Regions from separate parts of the Sus scrofa genome. Here region 2 is linked to region 1. Evidence: chromatin contacts called from public Hi-C data. All regions are on one chromosome and are shown on one strand. The core of a region is the stretch at or near the end of the contact, and the rest is flanking DNA. Distances in the headings are between cores, read along the strand shown.

Region 1 (3,941 bases), core at 335-2,834:
AACATGGAGCCCTACACAAACTCAGAATTCCAGGTTCATTCTGGAGAGAGCCACCTCACTCCCATTTCTAGGCAAAGTCTCGAGGTTTCCTAGGTTATTTCCGTTTCCATTCTGTTGAAGGCGACTCCCCTGACCTTCGGCCCTTGGAAACTCGCGGGCCTCAGAGCCTTAGAGCTGTGTGCCTACCAGACGTGTCTCAATCCTGTCCCACCGCCTGGCAGCTGCCCAGCCACACGCCTTTAGGTGGAGATTGGAATCCACTGGAACCCACCAAAGGTCTCCCCGGATTGGGGTAGAACGCAGCGGCACCCCTCCCGACCTGCGCTCTTAGAGCGCGGTGCGCTCGGGATAAGATCTGAGAAATGCGCCCCGGGCCACAAGCAGCCGAGGAGGCGGAGAAGGAACAACTTTCCCTCCGCCCTTTAACCACAAGGCCCGGGTGGGGCGGCCCCGCTGGGGTCGGGCTCCTCTCCTTCCCCAGGCGGTTCCTGGGCTCTAGCTGGGCGGGTGGCGGGCGTGGGGAGCTGGGGAGGAGAACGAGAGGGGCTTCCTTCTCTCCCTAGCCCGGCCAGATGTTTGAAAGGCAAACAATAGGGGAAACGAGGAGAAACAAAAGGCCATTCGCCACGATCTCAATCGGCTCTGTCGCGTGGTCCCTGCGGGGAAAACGTCCGGGAGGGGTCGGGAAGGTGGGTGAAGGGGGATCTTGAGGAGTTTGGGGTCTCTGGTCACTCGCCTGGCGCCGGGGGTCGGCCCTTTACCCTTCGAGAAGGGTCCAAAGGCAGGAGGAGCGATCAAAGTAAAGTTGAAGGGTTTTCGGTGCAGGGAAAAGGAGGGGCTTGGATTCCAGATGTTTGACAGTTGTTGGCCCAGGGATTCAGCAGGATTTGTACGTCCTTTACACACCCTGTGCCTCTGCGAAGCGTCCACAGTCCCCGAACTGGCCGAGTTCCCCTTCTCAGCCCCAAGCCGAGCCTCCTCCTTCAGTATCAAGACGCCCTAAACATTGCCCCCCTGCCCAGGCGCACTTTTGTAAAACTTTGTCTTCCCGCCTCCCACAGCACAGCACGCACCCTGCAGTCATCTGCGATGCGGGATGGGTTGGCGGACACACTCGAACCCCGAAGGAAGATGGACTTTATTGATAGACCTTTTAAAATCAAGGCCCAGGAGCCCAGGGTGGAGACTGGACTCTAGTTCCTACCCGGGAAGAGAGCGGGAGGAGCCGGCCAGAAGTCAGGACGCGGGTAGGGGTCTGACGCGGATTCCAGCCCCGGAAGCCCGCGGAGGGCGGGCGGGGAAACGGGGTCTGCTGCCTCCCGCCCTCCTGTTGCACCCGCCCCCAGGTGCGCCCCATACCTCCACCCTCCAGGGCGCGACCGGGCGCGAGAGGCTACCGGCTGCGCCACCTCCCCTCGCTGGGAGCGGGTTCTCACTCACCGTGGGGTTTTACCTTCAGCCCCGAGGCCCTGTCGGCTCCTCGCGCCGAGCCAGCTGCAGGCGGAGCAAGAGGAAGAGGGTGAGCTCCAGGCAGGAGTGGCGACGCTCGCGGATCTGGCTGGGGACTCTGGAGCCAAGGCGCCCGTTCTCAGTAAGCGCGCGGGCGTGCGAGCGCGGGGCTCCAGCTGCAGCCGCGGCGGCTCCAAAGCAGCCCCCACGGGCACCCGGCGCGCGGTTATCGTGCGGAGATGCGAATGGGGACCCCTGGCGGCCGCCCGCGGAATGGCAGCTCCGTCGGGAAAGGACTACAGGTCTCCTTTGGTTATCTTACCTCTGAAAAGAGGTGAGGAATGGACAGTCTGAGCTGGGCTCCCAGCCTTGCGGAAAAGACAGTGACCCTTTGACTGAGAAGAGGAAGAAGATATCAGATCAGAAAGGGTGCTCTCTGGGTCCACAATGGCCACACCCAAGGTACCTAGAGGGGGAAATCGCTTACCTTCTTCAAGATTTTCTAACTTGATGAAAAATGCTAGAGGAGAGCCTTAATCATCGGAAAATACCTTCAGATTCTAGCGAATTTTCTAGAACAATCTGGGATTAATGGAATGAGCGTGGACTTTGAAGCCCAGCCCACAGCCTTCTACTTTCTATTTGAGTGATCTTGGGTCTATGACCTCTAAACCTTAGTATGCTCTGTAAATTGGGGAGAGCAGTATCTACGTTGCAGGGGCTGTAAAGTGTCAACTAAACATAGGAAATTTTATTTATTTATTTATTTATTTATTTATTTACAGGGCCACACTTGCCTATATGGAGGTTCCCAGGCTAGGGGTTGAATCAGAGCCACAGCCACAGCAACACGGATCTGAGCTGCATCTGCAACCTATCTACACTTCAGCGTGCAACAGTGTCGGATCCTTAACCCACTAAGCAAGGCCAGGAATCAAACCCACATCCTCATGGCCACTAGTCAGCTTCTTAACCTGCTGAGCCACAGTGGGAACTCCCATAGAAAGTATTTTTAATGCATAGTAAGAGTCATTAAATATAAGCTTCCTGAGGAAAAGAACGTCTTGCACACCTTTTTAGTTCCCATATGATAGTGTCTTAATGCATTTTGATTGAGAAATACCATATTATGAAAGTTTAAAAGTACTGTATGTAGTACTATAGCACTATATATAAAAGTACTATATTTTACAATTTTTTTTTTTTTTTTTGTCTTTTCTAGGGCCTCTCCTGTGGTATATGGAGGTTACCAGGCTAGTGGTTGAATCGGAGCTGTAGCCGCCGGCTTACATCACAGCCGCAGCAATGCTGGATCCGAGCTGCATCTGTGACCTATACCACAGCTCACAGCAACGCCAGATCCCTAACCCACTGAGCGAGGCCAGGGATCGAACTCTCAACCTCATGGTTCCTAGTCGGATTCGTTAACCACTGAGCCATGATGGGAACTCCTATATTTTACAATGATATTTTACAATGGATAAGCAATGAGATCCTGCTGTACAGCACAGGGAACTACATCTAATCAGTTGTGATGGAACATGATGGAAAAAGAAGGTGTATGTATGTATAGCGGGGTCACTTTGCTGTACAGCAGAAATTGACAGAACATTGTAAATCAACTATAGTAAAAATTGTTTTAAAAATTTAGCTGATTACAAATGTTGATTCTATCTGCAACCTGGTTCCCGTTTGTACCATAACATAGTCACATGTTAGGGAGATGGGGATATGGCCATCTGTGGGAACAATTGTTCTGTCCACACACTGCCTTACTCTTTCCATCAGATATAAGCTCCCTGAGACAAGGATGGTTTTTGTTTGAGTTGATTGCTCTATCCCTAGACTAGCTCAATCAATCTATAGAAAATATATAGACATGTGCTATGACCACCCCATCCATATGTGGAAGCCCTAACCCTCAATGTGATAGTATCTGAAGGTGTAGCCTTTGGGAGGTAATTAGTGTTAGGTGAGCTGATGAGGGTGGGGCCCTCATTATGAGATTAGTGGCTTTATATGAAGAAAAAAGAAAAAAACAGGTTGCTATCTCTCTGCCACTTAAGGACAATGGTGAGTAGAGGACCATCTGCAAGACAAGAAGAGATACCTCACCAGGACTCCAATTAGCTGGTACTGTCATCTTTTTTTCTTTTTTAATGGCCATATCTCAGCACACTGTGGGTCCCCGGAGCCAGGAATTGAATCCAAGTCACAGCTACAGCCTAGGCTGCAGCTGCAGCAATGCGGAATCTGGGATCTTTTAACCCACTGTGCTGGTCTGGGGATCTCTCTCTCTTTTTTTTTTTGGTCTTTTTAGGGCTGCACCCTTGGCATATGGAGGTTCCCAGGCTAGGGGTCCCATAGGAGGTGTAGCCGCTTGCCTATGCCACAGCCATAGCAATGAGAGATCTGAGCCGCATCTATGACCTACGCCATAGCTCAGGGCAACGCTGGATCCTTAACCCACTGAGCAAGGCCAGGGATTGAAC
Region 2 (4,092 bases), core at 1,209-3,708, 190 kb before region 1:
CAGTGTTTTCTGAGCTTCAATCCATTTTCTTTCTTCTTCATTCCCTCCTCTCCCTTCCTTTTCACTAAGCCCTCAAATGCCCCATTCAATCCTTCCTATCCAGGCACCTCTGGAAAAAATTACAAGAAGTTGTCTAAATGGCTCGTGTTTTTTGTCTTTTTCTTTTTTTTGGCCACCCTGTGGCATATGGAGTTTCCAGGCCAGGGATCAGATCCAAGCCATAGTTGCGACCTAAGCCACAGCTGCAACAATGCTGGATCCTTAACCCATTGTGCCGGGCCAGGGATCGAACCCACATCCCAGTGCTCCAGAGACACCGCTGTCGATTCCATTGTGCCACAGTGGGAACTCCATGTTTTGTTCTTTTACACTATTAGAGAAGGCTGCAAAAGGAGAAGGTCCCTCAGAGAATGCAGAGATGCTATGACAAAGTCACACATGAGAGACGGAGGTGCCAAAGTCAAACAAGACCCATGTGGCTGTTTTCCAAGGTAGCTGCTGTCTTTCTCATTTCCATCATTTTGCTTTCTTTCCTTCTGAAGAGAAGGCTGGATGCTTGGGGCTGAGACCCTGGTCTGTGAGCACGCTGGGTTGAACCTGGGCTGGGGAGGTCTGGAGAGTAAGGGCTCAAAGGCGGTCTGCCTCCAGGGACCCCAGGGAATTGGCTCCGAACATCCCAGGTTCCAAAGGAGCTGGCGGACATTCTGCCCCATCGTTTACCAAGTCAATGCCTCTGCCTTCTTTAGCATTCAGCTGAAAGACTTCCCTTGTTCCCTGGCACCTGCTACCTGCTCCTGAAACTTTTCTGAGCACAGACCCCGGCCAGCAATTCCACACTTATCTGTGTGGATCCTGACTTGGATCTGCCACGCCCAGCAGATGGCACGCTCCCTGGGGGCAGGGAGTGCATCCAGGCTTCTCTCACACGGATGCCCCGTGCCCAGTGCAGAGCCTTGGAGAGGGTGGGTGTGTGATAAATCCTTGCTGGCTGGGGGCTTGGGAGCTGAGCACTTTGGCCATCTGCTTCCACCAAAATCAGAGCTCAGAAAGGTGCAGGGACTGACAGGCTCAGGGTTTAGAGTGAGTTTGTGATGAAAAGGGGTCTGAATTCAAGTCTGTCTGATTTCAGAGCCTAGGCTCTTTTCACTCTGCCAGGAAGCTGGATGGGATTCCTAGGGCTTGTTTCATCTCATTCCAATCCAACTGGCAGAACTGGAGAAGCAAAATTTGTTAAAAGATGAAGGTGGAAAAGGGTGGATTGGCTCTTCCCGCAAAGCATGTGTCATTTGTGGCAGACGCTGGTTACACATTTGGCATCGATCGCTGGTCTCAGATTCCAGCTGGGGAACTTCCCTGCTACTTGCCTGTGAGTGAGTTTGCTAACTTCTGTTTTTTTGGTTTTTGTTTTGTTTTGTTTTTATCTTTTTTGGCTGCCCCGTGGCATAGGAAATTCCTGGGCCAGAGATTAGATCCAAGCCACAGTTGTGACCTACTCCTCAGTTGTAGCAACGCTGGATCCTTTAACCCACTGTGCTAACTGGGAATCGAACCCGCATCCCGGTGCTGAAGAAACGCCACCAATCCCATTGCGCCACGTGGAAGCTCCAAGGTTGCTAACTTCCAACAGGCTCTGTTTCCTTATCTGAGGAATGAGGGTAATATACCTAGTACTTAGTGAGATCGTGAGGATTAAACATGGAGCACAGGGCCAGCAGGCTCTCCAAGGCATCTGGCCAGAGGCCTCTGATATTGTCACTGCTCTCAAAGGTGGCTCTCCCTTGTCTAAGTGGAGGGTGGACAAAGGGCAAATGATGGTGCTGCCTTTTCCCCACAGGACAAACTATCTGGAAAGCAGATGTGAACCCAAGATGATCTATGAAAATGTCGTGTGAACTGTCGGAGGACCTTCTGCATGACATAAGATGACACCTAATACCTTGGCTGAGCCTTTGGGGACCCCCAGGCCATGTCAGTAACTACAACCAGAAATGCCTGCAGGGCTGCTTCAACTTGTCACGCGTGGCTGAGAGCATGTGTGCTGCCCTTTTGGTCTTCAGAGGGCAGAACCAGGAATGCACACGTGAAAATCCCTCTACGAGTCATAAAAACCCCTCATTCTCAATAGCTCATGAATAAAAACAACATCCCACACACGTGGGAAAAGAAAACAGGCTGCCTCTGGCAGCGTGGCTGAGAACCTACCATTTCCAAAATACTTGCAAAACAAAACGCGACTGGATCACAAAGGAACAAGAAAAGAAAGAAAAGAAACCCTAACGACACGGATCTGTTTCTTAAAAAACCCTCCTCCTAATAGTTTAATCTCCTGCCCATTCCAAGCACATTCTCCCGCCTCCTGCAAAACGTATATATATTTATCTAAAGAAGGCTCGTGCTCTTGCTGATGAAATTCAGCTTCGGAGGACTGATTCCTCTAAGCAGATGTTTTGTGTTATCTCAGTGCGTTCCTCAAGAAAGTGTCTGTACGTTGTGCCAAGGAAAACAATCTTGTGTAGCAAGACTTTGTTCCTACGCCTGAAAAAAAAAAAAAAAAAAAAGTCCCCAAACAAGCGGACAGCTGCAAATGGTTAGAAATAAACTGGCTACTACTCTCTTCTCCAGCTCCCTCTGCCTGGCCCAGCCACCTCCCACCCCCACCCCGAGTTAGCCTCTGACCTATCTATTATCACAGTGGTTGGACCAAAAGAAAGGAAAATAGACTAGCACGTGATGATAGGTCTTAAACAGACCGTTCATTCTTTCAGACATGCCACTTGCGGGGCAGAGGAAGTGCTGTTTCTGCCACTAAGAGGAGCCTGCCTGTCACTACCCCTTTTCTCCCCCAGGGTCACTCCTCTGCCTTGGAGGCTGGTCCTTATCCACATCCTCATCTCCAGGGTGGCGGGCTGCCTTCACCCTCTCTTGTCACAGCGTGGAGGTAGAAGCAGATTGACAACCTGAGAAAGGCATTCCTTCACTGTGGATTGGCAATAACAGGCATGGAAAACGAACTCGAGCTAGTTCAGACCTGCTGAAAATCTAATGGCCCAAATGAGAGAGAGTGAGCTGAGAACTTGATGTTAATGAGCCTCCTTAGAACTGGGAGGTTAGGCAGAAGCCCCAGTCCTTTGGTCAGGAGCCCCAGTCAGAATTTGAAAGTCATGCAGCCTTCTTGTGGTGCATGATCTATTGTGAGTATTTTCACAAATACAACTTTGTTTTTTTTGGTCTTTATGTCTTTTTAGGGCCGCACCTGTGGCATATGGAGGTTCCCAGGCTAGGGGTCCAATTGGAGCTGTAGGTGCCAGCCTACACCACAGCCACAGCAATGCCAGATCCTTAACCCACTGAGCAAGGCCAGGGAATTGAACCCGTGTCCTCATGGATGCTAGTCAAGTTCGATATTGAACCCGCTGAGCCACGACGGGAACTCCCACAAATACAGCTTTTTCTTTATTCACCAGCAGATTCTTTCTTCCATTATGTGCAGGGCAATTGATACCAAACCTTGTCTGAGATGTGGTATATAGATACAACAGAGTACTACTTGGCCACAAAAAAGAGTGAAATATTGCCATTCTCAGCAACACGAATGGATTTAGAGATTATACTAGGTAAGATAGAGAAAGGCAAATACCATAAGATATCGCTTATATGTGGAATCTAAAATAATATGAATCAACATATTTACCAAACAGAAACAGACTCAAACATAGAAAACAAACTTGCAATTACCAAAAGGGAAAGGGGAGGGGGAGGGATAAATTGGGAGTCTGGGATTAATGGATACATGCCACTGTATATAAAATACATAAACAATGAGGATCTACTGTATAGCACAAGGAATTATATATAATATCTTCTAATAACTTATAATGGAAAAGAATCTGAGGCTGTACACCTGGACTAACACAACATTGTGGATCGATGAGGGTTAAATTTAAAACACATGCATGCACAATACCAGGTCTTGTCTGGAATAGTTTCTAATCTATAAACTTCCCTCCAGGAGTTCCCATCGTGGCTCGGTGGTTAACGAATACAAATAGGAACTCTGAGGTTGTGGGTTCGATCCCTGGCCTTGCTCAGTGG

Evidence for each region. Hi-C and Micro-C count contacts between places; a contact is called where the count stands out from the background.
Region 2: a Hi-C map of liver shows a contact between it and region 1, with 1.6 times the contacts expected there. The contact joins the enhancer-like site here to the promoter of MOB3B in region 1. A contact is called at or near these places in 1 of 5 promoter capture datasets (liver) and 7 of 47 Hi-C or Micro-C datasets (liver, retroperitoneal adipose tissue, skeletal muscle and 1 more).

The regions. Positions count from the first base shown.
Region 1 is chr10:38,436,069-38,440,009 of Sscrofa11.1, reverse strand. It overlaps MOB3B (MOB kinase activator 3B), which reads right to left and starts at 1,584. Exons shown (of 4, transcript XM_021064706.1): 1 at 1,441-1,584.
Region 2 is chr10:38,622,062-38,626,153 of Sscrofa11.1, reverse strand. The region is part of intron 2 of MOB3B (MOB kinase activator 3B); the gene reads right to left. Among named protein-coding and RNA genes, the nearest start is that of IFNK, 180 kb to the right of the region's middle. Within about 2 kb of position 2,458, at least 33 of the 83 cell types and tissues checked have an H3K27ac peak or open chromatin away from gene starts, as enhancers often do. A contact at or near this core is called in liver and skeletal muscle, where this site is marked.